Linked DNA regions of Mus musculus: regions 2 and 3 are each linked to region 1. The links are chromatin contacts, called in public Hi-C and HiChIP or PLAC-seq maps. All regions are on one chromosome and are shown on one strand. Each heading gives the region's core, a stretch centred on a gene start, on an enhancer-like site or on the middle of the called end of the contact. The rest is flanking DNA. Distances are from core to core; before and after follow the strand shown.

The links. Hi-C and Micro-C count contacts between places; a contact is called where the count stands out from the background. HiChIP or PLAC-seq counts read pairs in DNA pulled down with a chosen protein or histone mark.
Region 2: a Hi-C map of pre-megakaryocyte-erythroid progenitors shows a contact between it and region 1, with 1.9 times the contacts expected there. The contact joins the enhancer-like site here to the promoter of Pde5a in region 1. A contact is called at or near these places in 2 of 39 promoter capture datasets (liver and macrophages), 5 of 484 Hi-C or Micro-C datasets (cortical neurons, macrophages, nephron progenitors and 2 more), 4 of 115 datasets of contacts at active chromatin or transcription factors (embryonic stem cells and intestinal villus epithelium) and 1 of 9 other capture datasets (pancreatic islet).
Region 3: a contact with region 1 is called in an H3K4me3 HiChIP or PLAC-seq map of intestinal villus epithelium, with 24 read pairs. The contact joins the enhancer-like site here to the promoter of Pde5a in region 1. A contact is called at or near these places in 4 of 39 promoter capture datasets (3T3-L1-derived adipocytes, cranial neural crest, liver and 1 more), 24 of 484 Hi-C or Micro-C datasets (the C2C12 cell line, the N1E-115 cell line, Sertoli cells and 13 more), 9 of 115 datasets of contacts at active chromatin or transcription factors (PVALB interneurons, VIP interneurons, embryonic stem cells and 5 more) and 4 of 9 other capture datasets (adipose tissue, embryonic stem cells, liver and 1 more).

Annotation. Positions count from the first base shown.
Region 1 is chr3:122,727,668-122,730,831 of GRCm38.p6, forward strand. It overlaps Pde5a (phosphodiesterase 5A, cGMP-specific), which reads left to right and starts at 1,491. Exons shown (of 21, transcript NM_153422.2): 1 at 1,491-1,700. The coding sequence starts at 1,579.
Region 2 is chr3:122,691,691-122,694,854 of GRCm38.p6, forward strand. No RefSeq gene overlaps it. Among named protein-coding and RNA genes, the nearest start is that of Gm40140, 9.2 kb to the left of the region's middle. Within about 2 kb of position 1,496, at least 9 of the 459 cell types and tissues checked have an H3K27ac peak or open chromatin away from gene starts, as enhancers often do. A contact at or near this core is called in pre-megakaryocyte-erythroid progenitors, where this site is marked.
Region 3 is chr3:122,762,306-122,765,469 of GRCm38.p6, forward strand. The region is part of intron 3 of Pde5a (phosphodiesterase 5A, cGMP-specific); the gene reads left to right. Among named protein-coding and RNA genes, the nearest start is that of Pde5a, 35 kb to the left of the region's middle. Within about 2 kb of position 1,591, at least 46 of the 459 cell types and tissues checked have an H3K27ac peak or open chromatin away from gene starts, as enhancers often do. A contact at or near this core is called in the C2C12 cell line, the N1E-115 cell line, colorectal tumor organoids and 6 more, where this site is marked.

The DNA of each region.
Region 1 (3,164 bases), core at 241-2,740:
GAGCCATGGGTCCCTTCATATGTACTCCTTGGTTGGTGGTTTAGTCCCTGGGAGCTTGGGGGGGGGGTCGGGTGAAGGAAGAACTCTTTTTTTTTTTTTTTTATATTTATTTATTTATTATATGTAAGTACACTGTAGCTGTCCTCAGACACTCCAGAAGAGGGAGTCAGATCTTGTTATGGATGGTTGTGAGCCACCATGTGGTTGCTGGGATTTGAACTCCTGACCTTCGGAAGAGCAGTCGGGTGCTCTTACCCACTGAGCCATCTCACCAGCCCCCGAAGGAAGAACTCTTAACCACTCAGCCAGAATGAAGTGTCAATATGAACTTTGGAGGGAGCGGGCACAAACAGTTAAGGCCCAATTTCTAGCTATTATCCCAGAGTTCAGTTTTAAATCAGGTGACTTCCTGGTAGGAGGAATGTGTAGATATGGGGTGGGGGTGGGGTTCACCAACAAGGGGAAACTCCCTATTCGCTAAGCATATTTAATGTCATAGTAACATATCAGGAGAGAACTGTCATTTTAAAATCTAATATAATTTATCATGTGTTGCTTTGGTCATGGAATTTTATCACAGCAATAAGCAATGTAAGGCAATACTATTTCTGAGGTATCGATGCCAGTTAAATACAAATGAGTTCATTTTAAATCAGGCTAACTGGGTGTTCCCAGTTGTACATGGGTAGCTAGTGTTAGGGTTCGTAAGTCAGCAGAATCGTGTAGAGGTAGTCTTAGCTTCAAAATTCACAGGCCAAGGACAGGTGGTTGTCATTTTTATGTCCTATGTCTAACCGAATCTTGCGCTTCCATAAGGAGGGTCTTTGGTGTATGAATCAATGATTACAACTGATGTTAGCCTTAAGCTCGGATGTGGTTTTGATGGAAGCCACTGTGTCCCGTACCTGCAGGTTTGTCATAGCGGTTTCTTCCTCATGTCTCTCCCTAGCTTGTAGGGTTGGAGTGCTTTCCGGAGTCACTGGGAGGGCTGCTGTGAGGGAGATAGGTTCTGGGTCCTCTCCACCAAGAGTTGCTTAAGGAGAAAAGTGAGGTGGGGCTGTCCCTGTACTACTAAGAACGAAGAAAAACAATCACGTTAACTTTTTCCCACACTTTCTAGTGAAGCTCCTGCCTCTTGCCTTCTGGACTGTAGATGAGTCCTCACTGTGATCTTTCTGTCCTAGAGTTGGTTGGTTGGGAATTGCAAATCCACCCACTGTCACCTTTGCGCATAGAGGGAAGCTGACTCGGCCCACAGCGCACCCCAGCGGCGGTCTGGAGTCCTTCTAGCCTTGGCCACTTGGCTTCCGGAGGGCTCGCCAGTCAGCGCCGAGGCAGATGCAGAAAGCCGGTTTCCGCGGGACCCCAAGGAGGACGCCCGCCACCTGGGAACCTCGGGGACCTGGAGGGGCGGGGCTGAGCGAGCTCCGGGGCCGGCCCGCGTCTCTGTGGCTTCGCTGAGACACTGCAGGGACGAATAAAGGCAAAAGGGGAGGGTCTCGAACACTGTCCTGCTCCTCTGAGAGAGAGAGGTGGAAATCCGGCACCTCCGAGCCGCAGAGACGCGCGGCAAGCACCATGGAACGAGCGGGCCCCAACTCCGTGCGGTCGCAGCAGCAGCGGGACCCGGACTGGGTGGAAGCGTGGCTGGATGATCACCGGGACTTTACCTTCTCTTACTTTATTAGAAAGGCCACCAGGTAAGAAGAGGAGCCACAAAGGACACAGCCAGGGACATGAAGCGTGACCTGAGGCTGATCTCTCTCCCCCACCATTGAATTTTCCCCTCGATCCAACATTAAACAATCCCCGTTCCCAGGCCCTTTGCTTCGGAAGTAGCTTCTCGGTCCCAGTACGGACTGGAGTCCTCTACTTAAAGGGAGCACAGTTGAGAAGCGAGGCGTCGGATTAGAAAGGACTTGCCCACGAAGTTAAAAACAAAAGCGTACACCCGGCCCTGGAGCAAGATTACTCTCCCGGGCCTTCTCCCCTCCCCTCTACTCTCCCGGTTTCCCTCCCAAACCCGCTTAGCAAAAACCAAAACAAGCCAGAGCCCCTTCCCAGCGGCTCCGGAAGCACCACTGCGGGCGCGTCCCTGTGGTCGTGCTCCTCCCCTGCCCGGCTTGCTCTGACCCTGGAGGGGCGGGGAAGCCGGGGGGGTCTGGACCAGGCCACCGGGAAGCCTGGGTGCCGCAGCTTGCCCGGGTCGCCCCCAGTGAGGACTGTCGCCTTTGGTCCCCCAATAGTCCTCTGGTCATCCCTCTTCTGGCTGCGTCGCCGCAAGGAGGATTTTCGCGGAGCTTTGCGGCGCGCACACAAAGGGCGGGAGGGAGGCGGCCCGGGCGGACTCGGGGACCCGGGGACCCGGAGCACCCCAGAGGCCAGTTCTTCCTGGTCTCGAGCCAAACGCCGGGAGGCCGCTGCGGAGGGCGTGGAGAAGGGAGCCTGTCCTTTAGGATCCGACTGCTGCACGGGCAGTCGGGGCTCGCGCAGACTTGAGAGTGGAGCGGAGGGACGAGAGGGTGGAGCGGAGTGCGTGGCGGGCGGGTCCCCCGAAGCTCGAGGAGTCGCCGTGAAGCCCGCGCGCGCGCTTGCCTCCGGCGCGCCGATCTGGGCTGAACTAACCAGCTCTGCTTTGGAGAAGGGGCTGGAGCCCCGCCACCGGCGCCTTGGGGCAACGGCCGTCGAGCAGCTGGTGCTGGCCGCCCGAGCCGGGAGGGCGACTCTCGCCGGGCGGGGATGGTGGACGAGCCGGTGGGGACTCGCCCGAGCGCGGCCGCCACTCGGCCGGGCGCTGCCCGCCAGGGGGCGACGCAACGCGGGGTCCGCAGCCGGCGACCCGCAGCGAAGAGGCGGCGGGGGCAGTAGGGGAGCCGGTCGGGCACTCACGGAACTCCGTCGGCCCCCAGAGTCTCCCGAGTCCACCATCCGAGGAGTTCGCAAACGAGCGCCCCACCTTTGCTATGTTGCCCTTTGGAGACAAAACGAGGTACTTCCTTCAACATCCCGCTGGCCACTTTGTCTGGGGAAGGGCTGCGGGGGTTAGCGGCTGGCGGGGGCACCCCTCACACCTGCGGGAGATGAAGCCGCCCGATAGACGGGCAGTATGACTTTGTCTCACCTTGCTTTTTCACGGAGATACTACATGGGGGTCAGTTTTCTCT
Region 2 (3,164 bases), core at 246-2,745, 36 kb before region 1:
TTAGGCTTCCAGCTTGCTTGACCCATGGTTGGTGTCTTCCCCATTTTAACGCAGCACTTCCGATGGGGCTTTCTGTGACATACTTGGAGACGGCAGAACATTCTGCACTGGGGCAGCTCAGTGTGGTGGCCACCATGCAGCCTACTCAGCTTTCAATGCTATTTTATTTTTAACACTTTTCAATCTCTATTCAAATGGCTCCCTGCAGCTAGTAGACAACACAGCATGACAACATGTCTGTCTCCAGTTGGCATGGTGACTCACACCTGTAATCCCACTCGTGGGAAAGCGGGAGCAGGATTATTATGAGAAATAAATTTAAGTATTCAAAGTGCCTTACACACTCCTTGACACGTGGTTAGTATCTAACGAGACTTTTATTAGCATTTATCATTGCTGCTATTATTATTTCATACACTGTAAGGTAAAATACACACATCTGAGACTGTGCCGAGCAGAGACTTGGAGTGGGGAGGTCATGACGCAGACCTGGACATGTCACCCCCATTTACATTCTTCTACAGAGCATCAGTCATAAGGCCACACCTCTCTGCAAGGGAAGCCCGAGATCAGACCAGCAAGAAAAGCCAAGTGCCACACCCTTCTTGATGTCCTACAGAGGGACATCCCTCCCCCTCCTCACTCAAGGACTGGGTGACCATTCAGATGCCTCTCTCACCTCCTGGGCCAGCAGAAGACATCTTTTTTTACTGAGTCACTTATTTGTCATTTATTGAGTCATTATATATCAACCTTGATACACATTCTAAATGCCAAGACCTGCAGCGTGATTCCTCATTTCAGAAGATGAATGGAGCTTCAGCTTTTATTATTTTGTTGTTGTTGTTGACACTATTCTCTATAGGACAGGATCAAAAATTGTTTTAATGCGTGGGAAAAAGTTGTTAAAAGCTGTCAGGCCTGGTGTGGTGCCACAGAACTATAATCCCAGAACCTAATAGGCTGTGGAGGATCACAAATTGAAGGCCACCTTGGGATACACAGTAAAACCTTGTCTCAGTGAACAAACAAACAATAAATTGTACTTCAATAGAATGGATGGAGTGCCAACTGAGGACTAGATATCACAGGGTTTGGTGGCATACTTCTTTAATCCCAGCATTTGGGAGGTGGAGCAGGCAGATCTTTGAGTTTAAGGTCAGTCTGGTTTATAGAATGAGCTCCAAGACAGCCAGGGCTACAGAGTGAAACCCTGTTTAAAAACAAACAAACAAACAAACAAACCAACCAAACCCCAAAACCAACCAACCAACTAACCAGTTAACCAGCAACCAACAAACAAAAACCAAAAAGTAAAGATAGTATAAATAGCATGTATCAGTTCTATTTTTTCTCTTTTCAGATATTCCCTGAGCAGCGCATTGGTAAGCTGGTACCTTGGATGATGTTAGTTGAACAATCTGTTATAAAATGAAGAGCAGATACAGTCCCCACATTAAGGGATGAAACATCTAGCAAATGAAAACACAGCATGCTCCAAAGCTGAACTTCCCCTCCAGAGTCTGCCCACATCCTTTTTCTTCTTACTGATAAACAGCACTAAAGCGTTGTAGTCATTTTAGCTTTTTCCTTCTCCCACATCTCTTATCCAAGTTTCCAGGAATTCCTGTGACCACATTTAAATTGAGCAAACAGAATATGAACATTTCTGTCCGTCTTCACTGCTGCTACAAATTCACACACTCTATCACCTAGGTTACTGAATATATAGCATGCTGCCTAACACACACACACACACACACACACACACACACACACACACACACACGAACACACGCACACACACACATGAACACACGCAGACACACAGAAAAAGGTAGGGAGAGAGAAAGCAAGAGAGAGGAAGAGAGGGAGAAGGAGAGGAAGGGAGGGGCAACCTGGTACAAGAGAGGTACTCTACAAGCATTAATAAATATAAATCAATTTTATAGCAATAGATTTAAATTGATAAATATATATATATCAACTTTATAGATAGTGATGTACAATTCTGGGGACAAAGAAAAAAGGCCAAAGCTGTAAACTGTCTTTCTTGGGACTCCTAAGCAACCATTTTCCCATCCCACCCTCTCCCAGGGAAAACAAAACCCATGTCTCCCCTGAAAGCTCACACCATATGCAAAAATGACCTCTTCCAGCAAGCAGATCTCTTCGCTTCATCAAGCTTGATGCTCCCTCGGGTTCTAGCCTTTTAAAATCACTATAACCTGCCAGAAATGTTTAATGAAAATTCTTGGGGAAAGAAAAATCTTAAAGCAGTGGTTCTCAACCCCTTTAGCAAACCTCTATCTCCAAAAATATTTGCATTATGATTCATAACAGTAGCACAATTACAGTTATGAAGTAGCAATGAAAATAATTTTATGGTTCAGGTCACCACAACATGAGGAACTGCATTAAAGGATTGCAACATTAGGAGGGTTGAGAACCACTGACTTAAAGTATAATAGAAAATAGACAAGATAGTCTGGATGGATAAGTACAATACCTCACTCTTAGAAGGTCACAGTCATATTATCTTCTCTTATATATTCTGCTGTGAGAAATCTGACTAAGTATAAGCCAGCATTTCCAAAACGTAGTTTTCTTTCTTTTTCATAGGGCAACTATATCTTAGTTAGGGTTTCTATTGTGATAAAACACTGTGACCCGAAGCATTTTTTTGGGGGGGGAGGAAGGGGTTTATTTGGCTTACACTTCCACATTGCTGTTCATCACCAAAGGAAGTCAGGACTGGAACTCAAGCAGGTCAGGGAGCAGGAGCTGATGCAGAGGCCATGGAGGGATGTTCCTTACTGGCTTGCTTCCCCTGGATTGCTCAGCCTGCTCTCTTATAGAACCCAAGACTACCAGCCCAGGGATGGTCCCACCCACAAGGGGCCTTTCCCCCTTGATCATTAATTGAGAAAATGCTTTACAGTTGGATCTCATGGAGGCATTTCCCCAACTGAAGCTCCTTTCTCTGTGATAACCCCAGCTTGTGTCAAGTTGACACACAAAACCAGCCAGTACAGGCTGTAAGATCAGCAAACTGACAAATGACCCGAAGCAATTTAGGAAAGGGATTATTTCAGCTTACACTTCAAGGTAACAGTCCATTGCTGAAGTAAGTCAGGGCAAGAGCTCAAACAGAACAGGAACCT
Region 3 (3,164 bases), core at 341-2,840, 35 kb after region 1:
ATCTTGACCAAGGACAACATAAGGGAGAAGTTTCATTTCAGTTTGTGTTATCAGAGGGAGAGTCATTCCACAATGATGAGAGAGGCATGGCTGTTTTTCACCAGAGTAGGAAGCTGAGAGACCACGACTCCATACTCAAGCACAAAGCAGACAGAAGTGGGGCAGAGCTATGACCTCCCAGTGACTATCTCCACTGACATTCTTAACCTCCTTGGATCCTCCACAAATAACACTACCAACTGGGGACCGAATGTTCAAATACCCAAGCCTATGGGAGACATTTCTGATTCTAACCACCAGGTCCTCAGAGATTCAAAGGCCACTGTAGGTTTTTATAAAATTTGTGCCTGGCTTAATCTCAACTATGTAGCAGAGAATTTTCTGCATGGGCTCTGAGACAGCAGAGTATAAACCCATGCTTGCCTATGGTTTATCCTCATACTGAATTCATATCCAACAAGGGTCTAATGTCAACCAGAGCTGTCTTCATTTTAACAAATAACATCCCCTCCTTTCCTTGTACAGGTACATGGAACTTTTCAGTCTGTGGGCTGGGCCAGTTCTTCTGTCCTCCTGAGACTTCACCGGCCATGTACCTTTTAGTTAGGGTGTACCACTCATTAGGGTGTGTCTCCAGAATGAATTTGAGACGCAACCATAGTACTGAGGTTTGTGCTTTTGAGACCCAATTCTTTGTCATTCTACTGGAGGAATGTAACTGTGAATGTCAAGAAGACTCCTGGAGGTTTACACTTCTCATTTTCTACAGTGTTGAAGGGAATTAGATGGATGTAGATTGGTTAACTTGGTGGCCTCCATTAGAGAGACACCCCCTCTCCCAAGAGCTATACCAGGACTCCCTTTGCCCATGCACTTCACTTCCTGAAGCAAGCCTCCTGCCTACTCTACTTTTTCTCCTGTTAGTGTCTGGTCCCCCTCATTCCCATTATTGCGTCCTAGAGGGCTTCCCATTTTGAGCTATTGCAGGTTAAATTAAAGCTCCCAGACCTGTGGTTATTCCTTGTTGTCAGGCCCTTAGGGTAGCCGAGTTTTAAATGGTAAGTTCTTCTTTTAGGGTGTGCCTGGCCACTGCCCTCTGAGTCATATGCAGCAGCTGCATGGATATTGCCGGCCTTCTCTATCTAGTCCTGACCTTCTGCATGAGGAATCCCTGTTTGACCAAAGCCCACAACTGGTTTGGGGTTTGTGAAGCTTTGGCTTGTCCTGAGGGCAGGACTGCCTGGCTCCACTCACCTCTGGGTTGAGGCTTCTGCTGCCTCCGCTCCCAGGGAGCCTGGCCTGAGCTGTCTGCCGGGGTCTGCTTCCTTTTGGTGGAGTTGGCAATCTTTCTCTCCGCATGTTTCTGTCATCGCTTTTGTGAATCTCCAAAGCTCTTCTCTGTCTTTGGAACAGTTCGTGTTATTCCTCTTCTCCTTTGTCACATCAGGTGGAGATAGTCTCTTGACTGTTAACTTACCGGAAGTCTCTCGAATTTTCTTAAATGAAAATTTACAGGCGGGCTCGACGAGCCTTTTGGAATAATTGTAAAGACTGTTTGCTCCGAGCTTGACTCTCATCGTATTGCTTCCTGTATGACTAATCGGGGTTAATCTCTTTGAACTTCACTTTCCTTCTCTGCAAAGCGGGGGTAATAAAAGACCCACTGGCAAAGCTGTATTCACACAGACACAAGGCTAGACATGCCTTGTGACACTGTGGAAATGGTCAGTAAATACCATCTAGTGCTTTTTGAAACGACTCACGTGAGTAACAATAATGAAACTTGTAAGAGAAGGAATGTGGGAGCCCGAGGCAGTCACTAGCCAGCTCGTAATCATGGGCTGGGTCCGATGAGAGTGGCATAGCCTGGCCTGGGATTCTGCTTGTCATCCCTTAACCAAATATCAACTTTAAAAGAAACATGGCCTTCTAGTCTTTTTTTTTTCTTCTCATAATTGAGGGTGAGTGGATTTACCTTCTCTTTGTTTAAATCATTCCCATTAAGCTACTTCCCATTCTAGTTACTTACCAGAAAACCTAACAGAGCTATGATTATTGAATTACTGTTTATCTCTTGATTATAAAATATTTTATACTCTTTAGTGACAGTGATATTTTTTTCAGGGGAAAGAGTCCTGGCAGTTGTGTGGTTGGGGAAGTTGGGTGTTACATACTGAAGTCTGTGCTCTGACATAGGCCAGGGCACTCTGAAAGATTTTTAGGATTCACTAAAATGCTGAGTATTACCTCTTGTTATGTATTTACTTATTGTCTGTACACACACACACACACACACACACACACACACACACACACACACGTGAGTGTATACACATACACGCATGGAGATCAGAAGGTAAGAGTTTTAAGAGTTTTTTCTCTCCTTCTACCATGTGGGTCCAGGGAATTGAATTCATGACTTTAGGGTGGGTGGTAAGCACCTTTTACTTGCTGAGCCATCTTGCCAGCCCAGCCTCTTGTTCTTGTGAGATATATTAGCAAATTAAAATTTTCAGGAGTTCCTTTCAATAATGTTACGTTATAATCCATTGACATAATGGATATAGCAGTGTCATTTTGGAAGCCGGCATCATGGCTATGCATACAGTGTAGAGAGTAAGGTTTTATCTTTCTCCCTCTTCTCTCTATTCCTTCTAAAGGTACGGGTTAATAGGGGGAAAATGACTAGAGAAGCTTGAGGAAGCTAAAATAGTCTATTTCCAAAAGGTCAAAGACCTATTAGTCAGAGGCAAATGAATGGCCAAAGGACAAAAGTCAATCAAAGGAGAGGAGATCTGTCCAGTGTGTGAGAGTGATTAAGTGGTGTGAAATAGGACTTGGAAGAGACAGAAACTCTGGAGGGAGAGTCCCTGATATGTGGTGGAGAAGACAGCAGGGCACTCAGGGCAGGGAAGTGAAAAGGAAGACAAGCATCGACACTTGGGCTCTCAATAGTCACAGATCAGAGTCTGTCCAAGAGCATGTTCAAGGTCTCCGGGGCACAGTGCAAAGTTCACCTCACTGATACCTTCCAGTTGTCTATGAAAAGCAAAAGATCCACTGACCCGTCTCTCAGAGACTATGCTTAGGAGAGCACATCTAAAACTCAAGCTCTGGTGCAACACCACCAGTGTCCACTGAAGAGCAACACCACCAGTGTCCAC